Regions from separate parts of the Xenopus laevis genome. Here region 2 is linked to region 1. Evidence: chromatin contacts called from public Hi-C data. All regions are on one chromosome and are shown on one strand. Each heading gives the region's core, a stretch centred on a gene start, on an enhancer-like site or on the middle of the called end of the contact. The rest is flanking DNA. Distances are from core to core; before and after follow the strand shown. Region 1 holds the start of acvrl1.L (activin receptor type-1). Region 2 has its middle 32 kb from the start of LOC108708539.

What was found. A called contact is a pair of places that touch in the nucleus more often than the background predicts.
Region 2: a Hi-C map of the XL177 cell line shows a contact between it and region 1, with 4 times the contacts expected there. The contact joins the enhancer-like site here to the promoter of acvrl1.L in region 1. A contact is called at or near these places in 2 of 4 Hi-C or Micro-C datasets (the XL177 cell line and the XTC cell line).

Annotation. Positions count from the first base shown.
Region 1 is chr2L:141,577,913-141,583,687 of Xenopus_laevis_v10.1, forward strand. acvrl1.L (activin receptor type-1) reads left to right here and starts at 2,195. Exons shown (of 11, transcript XM_018247346.2): 1 at 2,195-2,563.
Region 2 is chr2L:141,787,151-141,792,925 of Xenopus_laevis_v10.1, forward strand. No RefSeq gene overlaps it. Among protein-coding and RNA genes, the nearest start is that of LOC108708539, 32 kb to the left of the region's middle. Within about 2 kb of position 2,216, at least 1 of the 7 cell types and tissues checked has an H3K27ac peak or open chromatin away from gene starts, as enhancers often do.

The DNA.
Region 1 (5,775 bases), core at 945-3,444:
GCGGAGAAACCAGGATCGCCCCTGCCAAGAGGTGAGAAGTATTTTATCAGTAACACCTGTGGTTTCTGCCCATCCTTCTCTTCTGCTTCTTGTGGGGGTACAAGGGATAAATGAAAACACTTCATATGATCAAGCACGAAGAATTGTACAGCTGACCCCAACAATCGCAAAAATGAACCTTATGCAAATTAAGATTTGCATATTGAATATACAGAATTTGAAATAAGTATCTTTTTAAAGTTTTAGGTTAATGTGTCTCTTATTTCACCTGCTGCAGTTATGAGATATTCTAGAATTATGAATGTTTTTGCTTAGCTTGATAAAAGAAAAAAATCTTGTAAATGCATGTGTAAAATGTAATATCTCTTTTACAAACCTCAAAATACATTTTGAGAATTAAGTGTAAAGGGGGTAGATGAAGGCCAGAAAATGTATTTCCCTTTAACTAACAATAGAACACGTGAATTCATGTTAAATTCATAAAATTGATCTACAGCTTTATTTATAAGAAAAAAAAAAAGCAAAGGCTATTGCTAGTGCTTGAATGGATTAAAAAACTGCTATGTGTCCAAATATGCTTCTAAAACTGAGTGTACCCGCCCAGCCAACTCTGATATCTTATGTGCAAATTCACACATTAATACAAGGAAACCCAGTTGTTTCCTCCAGCCTAGACACAGCGGTAATTCAAGGGCTTTGAATAGCCTGTAGATATGTTCCATTAACCCCTGGCTCTATAATGATTTGATAATTTTGTATAAAGACCATTTCTTGAGCTGACCAAAGATAATATATTAGTGTAAGGGTTTCTGTACAACTACAACCCAACAGCTCACACATTGCTGATGTGTCAAGGGGGCCTATCGGCTCCCAGCGGGGAGTAGTCAGGACCAAGGAGGAAGCTTTAGGGGTAAAGTCCAAGAACGCAGTACAAAAGGGTTCAGGCAAAGTCGTGATCCAAATCCAGTCAAGAGTTCAAAGGCAGGCAGAACAAATCAAGGTCAAAGTCCAGGCAATATCAGAATCCAGTAACCAATCCAAACAGAAATATAGAGCACCCAGGAACATAACAAACAGAACCTATACACGGCCATTGAACCGGCATCCTGGGTGTCCTTTTATTTTGTATTTGGCGCCGGGCCACATGATGTCATCACGCCGGCGTCCTGATGCCGGCGTCCTGATGCCAGTGTCACCGTGCCAGCGCCGCTGCTGCCCACGTGGTGGCTATGGGCGCCATCTTTGTTCAGGCGCAGCAGAGGATAGATGCGCCTGCCGGCGCTAAGGTTTGTGACATGATGAACAGCAATTAATACATATGGCACTCTTTATCTGACTGCAACCAAAGACTTCAATCATTTTACAGACCAACATTGTCAGCCCTTATTTTACAACTGGTGGAATGATAGGCAAGTTTGTATTTCTTACTACACAAAAATACCCGATTCCACAGATTGAAAGGAAATTATAATATCTGTCTCTGTTTAGAGACACCAGTTCCCCCATCCCTCCTTATGCCTGACACATAATACACCAACCTTTTTTCCTTTATTTTTATTAACATTTTGTTCAATTAATTTTACATTACTAAGGTTTGTCCATATATTTCCATTATTGAATTTATGGAACACCTGGTTAAATTTTCGTTGATGATACAATGCACCGGATCAAAAATTGCTTCTTGACTTGTCGATCATTTTTGTAAGACAACATTGCTGAACTTTATACCAGTAAACATAACAATTCAACAACTGCGGTGCAGGTTTTTTTGTGAGAAATTCTTAAAAATCTCTTAAAGAGTGGCCCTCCCCTACCAGCTTTTTTCCTATATGTCTGTAGGGTTCACAATCCAATTTTTCTTTGTCTTATAATAAATAATTTGTAACTGAGTTCCACAATTTCCTAAAGGTTTACCTCTACAAAGTAAGTATTGTGCTGCTTTTATGTGTTTGACATTGTTTTTCACAATTTTTAACCTTTTTAAGAACATTTACAATTATTTTGGGTGGAGAGTATTAGCTGGGAGAAACTGCAAAGCATATTTCCCACAGGACCAGAGCATCACTGTTAATGTTCATCCTCAAAGATTAAAACTATATTTTAGGTTCTGTGAAAGTAAACAGAGCCTCATACATGCAAGATGGTTGCTGTAACTAATCGTTCACATGAAAGCTATGGGACCTTTTTGTCAATATTCATTAATCCATTTCGTTTGAGCTTTCACATCGGTGGCTGGGTTCTGAGAAGGGAACTGTGTCATGTGTTGCATCCTGTATTTAACAAAAAAAAAAACAACAGGAAGTTCTGGGATTGCTAGCCAGAAAAAAAGGCTGTTTTTAGAGAGAGGAAACTAAAGACATTAAAAGAGCCATGACGGGAGAGTGCATAGTTTTCTTATAATCAAAACCATGAGCAGGCAGTTAGAAAAAGTTCCATCCAGCTGAGAGAAGGGGCTGATGTGAAGGGAACACAGACTGGACTTGAACAAGAAAATCTGGAAGGTTTATTTCATGAACTGCATCTCAGCGCCAGCTGCTCCTGTGTCACCTGAAAACCCATTCAGGTAAAGTTCAAGACTCCAGACTTTCCTCCTTTCTTTTCCGCGACCTACATTATAGATCTGAGCATAGAACACACGTCTTGATAAAGGCAGCTATCTGACTGCGCTGCATCTGTCGTCTGTTTTCCTGTGTTGAGTGGTAATAAGAGAGATAATATACTGCCAGCGTTCTGCCAGCTTTACTCTGGGAATGGGGATCAAATGTCACACTGTAAGCCAAAGTGGAAAAAGAGAGGCAATTGAAGGCTGTGAAATGTTACCCTGCATTTTCTAAATGGTATTTTATGTATTAGCAATGTTAGTAATACTGTATAATATAATACTGACGCAGCATTGTTAGGCTACAGGATTTATCATTCTCTGCCAGCAGAAAGATATTATAGGATGCTGCTATTTTTACCTTAACTAAAGTTAGAGAGTTAGTTGGTTTAGCACCAATAAGTTGGGCAATCCTATGGTTGTTGCTTTGTAGAACAAGCATACAGCACCTTTTTTGCATTAAAAAACCTTTATTCCAAACATATAGCTTAGACTATGGAAATCAGCTACTTGTCTGGCCGCCATTGACCTTTTATGTAGCTTGACTTTCTCTTGTTATGAGACTCCACTTTAATGTATAATATCATTTTGGTATTTAAGGTATTTAAAGATGTTTGAAGCTGTGATTTAGCAACAACTGGAAGTTTACAGGATAAATGTTTGTTAGAACTAGGGATGTAGCGAACGTCGGAAAAAAAGTTCGCGAACATATTCGCGAACTTGCGCAAAAACGCGAGCGGTTCGCGAACGGTTCGCGAACCCCATAGACTTCAATGGGAAGGCGAACTTTAACATCTAGAAAAGACATTTCTGGCCAGAAAAATGATTTTAAAGTTGTTTAAAGGGTGCAACGACCTGGACAGTGGCATGCCAGAGGGGGATCAAGGGCAAAAATGTATCTGAAAAATCTGCCTGTGTGTGCTTGGAAGAGATAGTGTAGGGGGAGAGCTGTTAGTGATTTCAGGGACAGATGAATAGTAAGTTTGCTGGCTAGTAATCTGCTTGATACTGCTCTGTATTGGAGGGACAGAAGTCTGCAGGGATTTGAGGACATTTTTAGCTTAGGTAGCTTTGCTGGCTAGTAATCTACTGTTCTCTTTAAACAACTGCCATACGTTGACCTTGTAGGCATTGTTTGCCCAGTTTTTTTTGGACGCAGCCACTGAAGCACAGTTGCCATAAAAAATATGCCATATAAATGCTGAAAATAGTAATTTTTCGCCATACGTTGACCTTGTAGACATTGTTTGCCCAGTTTTTTTGGTTGCAGCCACCGAAGCACAGTTGCCAGAAAAAATATGCCATATAAATGCTGAAAATAGTCATTTTTGCCATACGTTGACCTTGTAGGCATTGTTTGCCCAGTTTTTTTGGTCGCAGCCACTGAAGCACAGTTGCCAGAAAAAATATGCCATATAAATGCTGAAAATAGTCATTTTTTGCCATATACGTTGAGTCAACGTATGGCAAAAAATGACTATTTTCAGCATTTATATGGCATATTTTTTCTGGCCTCTGTGCTTCAGTGGCTGCGGCCAAAAAAACTGGGCAAACAATGCCTACAAGGTCAACGTATACACTACTACAGCGGTGGATACGGATTACGTAAAATATATTATGGCTGCTTGAAAAAGTCACTCCGGTGTTTTTTCTGGAGACGGTAATATTATGGATATTTAGACAGAATGTGAACAAGGTCACACAGCTAGATGGCGGGTTGAAGAAAACAGTGTGCAAATAATGCCTACAAGGTCAACGTATACACTACTACAGCGGTGGATACGGATTACGTAAAATATATGAATGCTGCTTGAAAAAAAGTAACTCAAGTGGTTTTTCTAGAGACGATAATATTATCAATATTTAGACAAAATGTGAACAAGCTCACACAGCTAGATGGCGGGTTGAAGAAAACAGTGTGCAAATAATGCCTACAAGGTCAACGTATACACTACTACAGCGGTGGATACGGATTACGTAAAATATATTATGGCTGCTTGAAAAAAGTCACTCCGGTGTTTTTTCTGGAGACGGTAATATTATGGATATTTAGACAGAATGTGAACAAGGTCACACAGCTAGATGGCGGGTTGAAGAAAACAGTGTGCAAATAATGCCTACAAGGTCAACGTATACACTACTACAGCGGTGGATACGGATTACGTAAAATATATGAATGCTGCTTGAAAAAAAGTAACTCAAGTGGTTTTTCTAGAGACGATAATATTATCAATATTTAGACAAAATGTGAACAAGCTCACACAGCTAGATGGCGGGTTGAAGAAAACAGTGTGCAAATAATGCCTACAAGGTCAACGTATACACTACTACAGCGGTGGATACGGATTACGTAAAATATATTATGGCTGCTTGAAAAAAGTCACTCCGGTGTTTTTTCTGGAGACGGTAATATTATGGATATTTAGACAGAATGTGAACAAGGTCACACAGCTAGATGGCGGGTTGAAGAAAACAGTGTGCAAATAATGCCTACAGGGCAAATAATGCCTAAAAGGTCAACTTATACACTACTACAGCGGTAGTAAAATAAAAAAAGTAAAATAAAAAAAAAATGAATATTAAAAAAAAAAAATTAAAGTTGGTGCTGCTGAACTACTAGGAGCAGCAGATTAGCACACCAGTCCCACTCCCCAACACTGCTAGACTAATAGCACTGGGCTCTTATAGTAGTAGTAGTAGTAGTAGTAAAACAACAAAAAATAAATAAAAGCAGTCCTTACAAGGACTACTGTTATTGCAGCAGTCAGCAGATGAGATCAGAAGCAGGACAGCTGCCCACTGCAGCTACACACAGAGCACTGCAGTAGAAGGTAGATTACTAGCCAGCAAAGCTACCTAAGCTAAAATGTCCCTCAAACCCCTGCAGACTTCTGTCCCTCCAATAACAGAGCAGTATCAAAACGATTACTAGCCAGCAAACTTTCAACTGTCCCTGAAATCACTAACAGGCAGCAGCTCTCTCCCTACACTATCTCTTCAGCACACACAGGCAGAGTGAAAAAACGCTGCAGGGCTTCGGTTTTTATAGGGAAGGGGAGTGGTCCAGGGGAGAGCTTCCTGATTGGCTGCCATGTACCTGCTGGTCTGGGGTGAGAGGGCAAAAAAAAGCGCCAACAATGGCGAACCCAAAATGGCGAACGTCGCGCGACGTTCGC
Region 2 (5,775 bases), core at 966-3,465, 210 kb after region 1:
CCACAGACAACATGATACATAGGACTTTCTATTGGGTGGGTCCTTGCTTTAATACTGGAGGAAGTGTCCATGTTGAAATACTTTACTTCTTTACAACAACTTGGGTGCCAGCCAGACCAGGACTGGCAATCTGTGGATTCTGGCAAGTACCAGAGGGAGTGCTGGCAGAATCTGTATGCAGTCACTATTGAGTGGGCTGGCGGGGTGATGTTTAGGCCTCTGTGCACTTGAAATGCCAGTGCCTTGTTTGAATCCAAATCCAGGGCTGGGGCCAGCGGTTCTTTAAAACACAGTAAACTCATTCTTATTCACAAGTTACAATAAAGCCTTTCTTTCAATAAGTTTCACAGATCTTCCTTTCAGATGGTACCCTGTATATACAGTAACTTCTGAGATCTTAGACATACACACAAGCAGGTTAGTAGTTTCAATCAGATGTAGTATTCACTCAACAGGTGTCCAGCTACAGACTACAAGACCCTCGCTTTGGTGCTCCTCTTTGTCCTCCTTACTGTACCTGAGGATATATGTTTGATGATGGGTTATTCCCAGGGTGCTAACACTTCTGTTCTCCTCACTGAAGCCTCTGGCTGCTCTACTAACTACCTTAAGTTTATGTCACACTCCTAAAGTTAGGTTTACTGGAGCTGGCCCTCACATTAGCTAGTCCTACTTCAAGAACTTGTTCATCCTACTGATGCCTCATTCCTCAGGCTGTTAGTAGGGTTGCCACCTTGCCGGTATTTTACCGGCCTGGCCGGTAAAAATGATGCTTGATGGCAATGTTATTAATAGGAAAAAAGGCAAGAATATAGGCCGGTATTTTTTTCCAAAAAAGGTGGCAACCCTAGCTGTTAGTAACACCCACCCTGTTCAGCAAGTGGAGTCCAAATGGAGTCCATTGACCCTTGACTTGTATAATCTCCTCTCACAGACTAGTTAACCCGCGTGACACCCCTGGCCAATGAAGAGCTCCCCTCTTCTCCCAAGGACATGCTATCCCTACTAGGCATACTAGCAGGGGAATGACTAAACCCTCAGTTTGATATTGTAGCAGCTTGAGTCCAAGTTACCATAGCCTGGGAAATAAATAGCAAAGGAATTGAATAGAATGTAATACTAAGCAACAATAAAAATAAAATTGTAGTCTCAGCAAATTTTTTTTTTTTACTGTCAGGGTCAGGAAAGAAGCAGAAGAGGAAGGCAAATACGCAGTAAATAATAAAAACTAAAGACCAACTGAAAACTTGCTAGGAATAGGCCATTCTATTGCATGACACCCCTGGCCAATGTAGAGCTCCCTTCTTCCCCCCAAGGACACACTATGCCTACTAGGCATCCTAGCAGGGTAATGACTAAACCCCTATTCCCCTATGTTCTTGTCTTGCTTTTAAACATTAATGTCATTTTACTTTATCACTAGTTTGCATCTTCAAGAACTCCTCCCAATAAAGCGTCAGGGTACAATGGATCTACCACAAAGAAAACATTTCATAGATCAACAGGTAGTTTTCTTTTGAAAAGTTGAAAGTGCTTTAAAATAACTCAGCTGCTGTGTAGCCAAGCTGGAAAAAGGCACAGGTAACATAGCACATCACAGAAAAAACACAATTGTATTGGACAGGGCTTATCTGTTATGTGCTATGTAACCTGTACTTTTCTCCTTTTTTCCAGCTTGAATGGCTGCCTCCATAGTCACACAGCAGCTTGTTTATATAAACTATAGTAGTCTTTCTGAAGCAAACATGTAGCTTTTCCAGTGCATGCTGCCAGTATATTATATGATAATTACTTTAATTTCTTGGAGTTACTGTTCCTTTTACATTACTGTACTTTTAGAATGAGGAAGGCAGTGACATTCTGAGAAAATTTGCAGTTGGGCTTCATTTTTTATTCTTTTTATCAGGCCATGTTACCATAGCCTGGGAAATAAATAGCAGAGGAATTGAATAGAATGTAATACTAAGCAACAATAAAAGGGTCAGGAAAGAAGCAGAAGAGGAACGCAAATATGCAATAAATAATACAAACTAAAGACCAACTGAAAACTTGCTAGGAATAGGCCATTCTATTGCATACTAAATGTGAATTGCCCCTTTAATAGAACAATCTGCATGTACGCCCTGGCTAGCCTATGGATGGGTGAGAGACTGTGCTTGAGTTGGAAGAATAAGGCAGAGTACACAGACAGAGTCATGCTTTAGAACCATGTAAGATGTGTCTCTTCCAGCCCTTCCTGTCTGCTTTCCTCTGGGATGTTGTGCAATGCCTTGTGTGAGGTTCCCACCCAGATGCACTTCCTGTTTCAGCACTGGTGAGATACACGCTGCTATGTATTTACCCAGGCCACAAAGTACCCATTAGTACATACACTAACCCATCAAACTGGCTCCAGGCTAAAGTACAGATATACATTATCCAAATTACACATCCCATACAAATTACACATCATTTACTTAGATAAAAAGAACTTTAAAAAATTATTTTAATGGGCCAACTTGAAATAGCATGTATACATCGGGAGTCGAAGGAAGAAACATAATATCTGTCCTGCTGTCAGACTTACCGAACCGGGAGGGACCACGGATGGGAGGAAGACAACCCTTACAGCTCCTCTACCAATACACCATCCACTGGTAACAGAGGGAGATCAGTGAAGGTGTAGTATGGGAGCCTGGGATTCCTGGCAGGATGCGCCGGTCTGTGGAGGAGCAGGTCTGGTGTCTGTAGAGATATAGGAAGATGCAGGATTAGTTGCTGGAGTAGTTAAGAGTAGGGAGGACGTCACAGGAACTGTTGCGGCAATCACCTTAGCGTCAACTGCAGGTAATTATGGAAGAGTAGTTGGCAAAATGACAATCAGCACAGATGACACAATAACCGCTTTGTGGTAAAACTACAGTTCCCAGAATTCTCCTTTGGTTCCGACTCAGTTTATCCCGTTTTCTTCTCGGGTGGCAATCACAATATAACAGTCTGTATGAGTCAGCGCTAAAAGCTAGGAGAAATAAAAATGCAGCGCCTAGGAGAGCTACAGCGGGTGGAAGCAACGCAGGTTGGAGCTGACACCAGGCTAATAACACGCATAGTAATTTTCCCCAAGTGGAGATTCGATACGCCTTAAAAATCTTCTAAAATGTGAGTGGAACAATTGTTTTTATTTACACGTTAATAAAAAGGTTTTGCACTACCTTCTGCGCTCTATATTTTCCGACAGCACGGAACAGCCACAGAGCAGACTACCCTGGTTATATTTGAATGCCTAAAAGTCTTCAAACGTTTGTAAGTATCCAACTTATAAGTAAGACATGTGGTGGAAGTAACAAGTAATCAAGCCCCTTAAAGTAGAATTACTGTGTGGAACTACAACTACCAACAACCCGCTACACTTAGATTCTCTTTATGCTGCATTCTTATTTCTCCTAGCTTTTAGCGCTGACTCATACAGACTGTTATACAATAACCGCTTTGCTACACTCACAGATTGAGCAGATGGCGTCACATAGATGGAATATCACAGGAAGAGGGTTCCCAGGGTGAAGACTGAAGAGTATTCGAGTAGGATAAACTGGGTCGCAGTGGTGATAAACGTTCAGATGGTAGACAAGAGTCAAGGCAAGAATGCGTATTCGATAACAGGCAAAAGTTCGGCAACAGGAAAACAGGTACAGGCAGGGTTCCAAGGGTTAATACAGCAGCGTAGTCAAAAGGCAAGCAGGTTTGGCAACAGGAGTTCAATATATCAAGCAGGGCTCAAAGGGTTAACACAGAAGCGTAGTCAAAGCAAGCAGGTTCGGCAACAGGAGTTCAAATATAACAAGCAGGGTTCCAAGGGTTAAGCAGGAGCGTAGTCAAACAGGCAGAAACAGGGTCAAAACCAAAGTTTAGTAATTATCAGAGAAACGTACTCAAATCAGCTAGGAAAACGATGTCCGAGCACTGGGAGAAACTCTGCGCCGAAAGAAATACCGTCGCCTGCGTCAATACGATGCGTCCAGCAAATCTCCTGCGGCGGCGTCACGGCGCACACGTTGTGACGTCACTGGAACGCAACGCTGGAACGCATTGCGCCGAAGAGCCGTATCTCCCAGAAGACTGGTAAGTACCTGACACCTGCAAGGTGTGTGTGTGAGAGTTTGTGTTTTTGCGTGTGCCTGACAATGTGTGTGTGTAAATCTGTATGTGTGACATAGGGGTCTATTTATCATGCTGTGTAAAAAGTGGAGAGAATTAAATCTGTGATGTTGCCCAGAGCAACCAATCAGCATTTAGATGTCAACAGTTAGAAAACAAAATCAACAATCTGATTAGTTGCTATGAGCAACATCACCAGTAATGTTTATATATAGACACCATAGTCTATGCATGCTTCACAGGTCAATAACAATTATAAGGCAACAGGTTTGGCCATCATATGTATATCATGTATAATCAAATATCTAACTTGTTATGGACAGCTAGGCCACCCACTAGCCTAAAACATATTTATAGTTACTTCCAAATGTTAAATGCAGGGTTCAGCTCCTTCTACTGATACCTGTCCATCAGGCTGTAACCCTTACTGGCCATTTCTATAGAAGTTCAGGTCTGACTTCATTCATAAACACCATAATAGGCTTCAGTTCTAGAAAAAGCAATCTTCTTAGGCTGGGGTTTTCATGAGATAAAAGCTTAGACAGGTTTATCTCTTAGCAAAGAGCCAGTTATGGAGGGTAATAATGCGGACAGCGCTGCGCAATATGTTGGCGCTATATACATGCATTTTAATAATAATAAAATAATAGTGGGGAATCAGAACCTTGGTCCACCAATATCAATAACACTGGGCAAATATGCACGTGCATTTGTTTTAACTGTGCTGAAAAATATTATTACAGATTGGTTGCTATGGGTTACTGCCAAGGTGCAAATGTGCCCATTGTTTATAAATGAGTCCAACTGTATGTGCCTGAGCTTGTGTGCATTTCTTTGTGTGAGTTTATTTGCGTGCGTGTATTTGGGTCTATGATTATGCTAGCAAAGACCCATTAAAATGAATGTGAATGATAAACTGTGTATAGAGGCTTTTTATAAACTGTTAAGACTGTTTATTAAGTCTGTAGTGTGTTTAAACTACAGACACGAAAGCCTCTCTCTGGTTAATGTGAGAATATACTGCCCTCCTGTGTGCACTCAATATACTGAAAGCCTGCTGGGAAAGCTTACTCTGAACTGTGGCACCACCATTTTCACACAGTTTATTTCATTACTCTGCCTACAGAGTGTAAGCTTAGGGTTAATTAATAAATATAGAGCTCATTCACATAATCCGGGTCACTATCAGGGTAGTGGGCAGGAGGGCTTCAAGTGTAAAGGGCTGGGTATGAGTAGATTGTGGGTATAGTCAGGCAGATATACAGTGTCCCACAATTAGTTTGGAAAATTCTAAACAAAGTACTTTTTTCCATAACCACCTGTGTTGGATTATGAGTCCAACACAGGGCACGGAACTCAATGTAGCACTACAAATAATATATGCCCTGAGCAGGCCTCTGGAGTCCCTTGTCATGAATAGTATATAAAGAAAAGCTGTACCATGGTACTGTATACCCATATGCTGCCCTCTAGTATGATGTGCCAGCAGCTACTCTGGATTACATACAAAGATGCAAAATTTGGGCTGCATCCATGAACTGCAAAGATTTGTGTCTTTGAGCTACAGGGTGAGAAGGTGCATTGTGGTACAAAAATGGGGCTTTGCACCTTTCACCCCATGAATGGGCCCTGTGTTATATC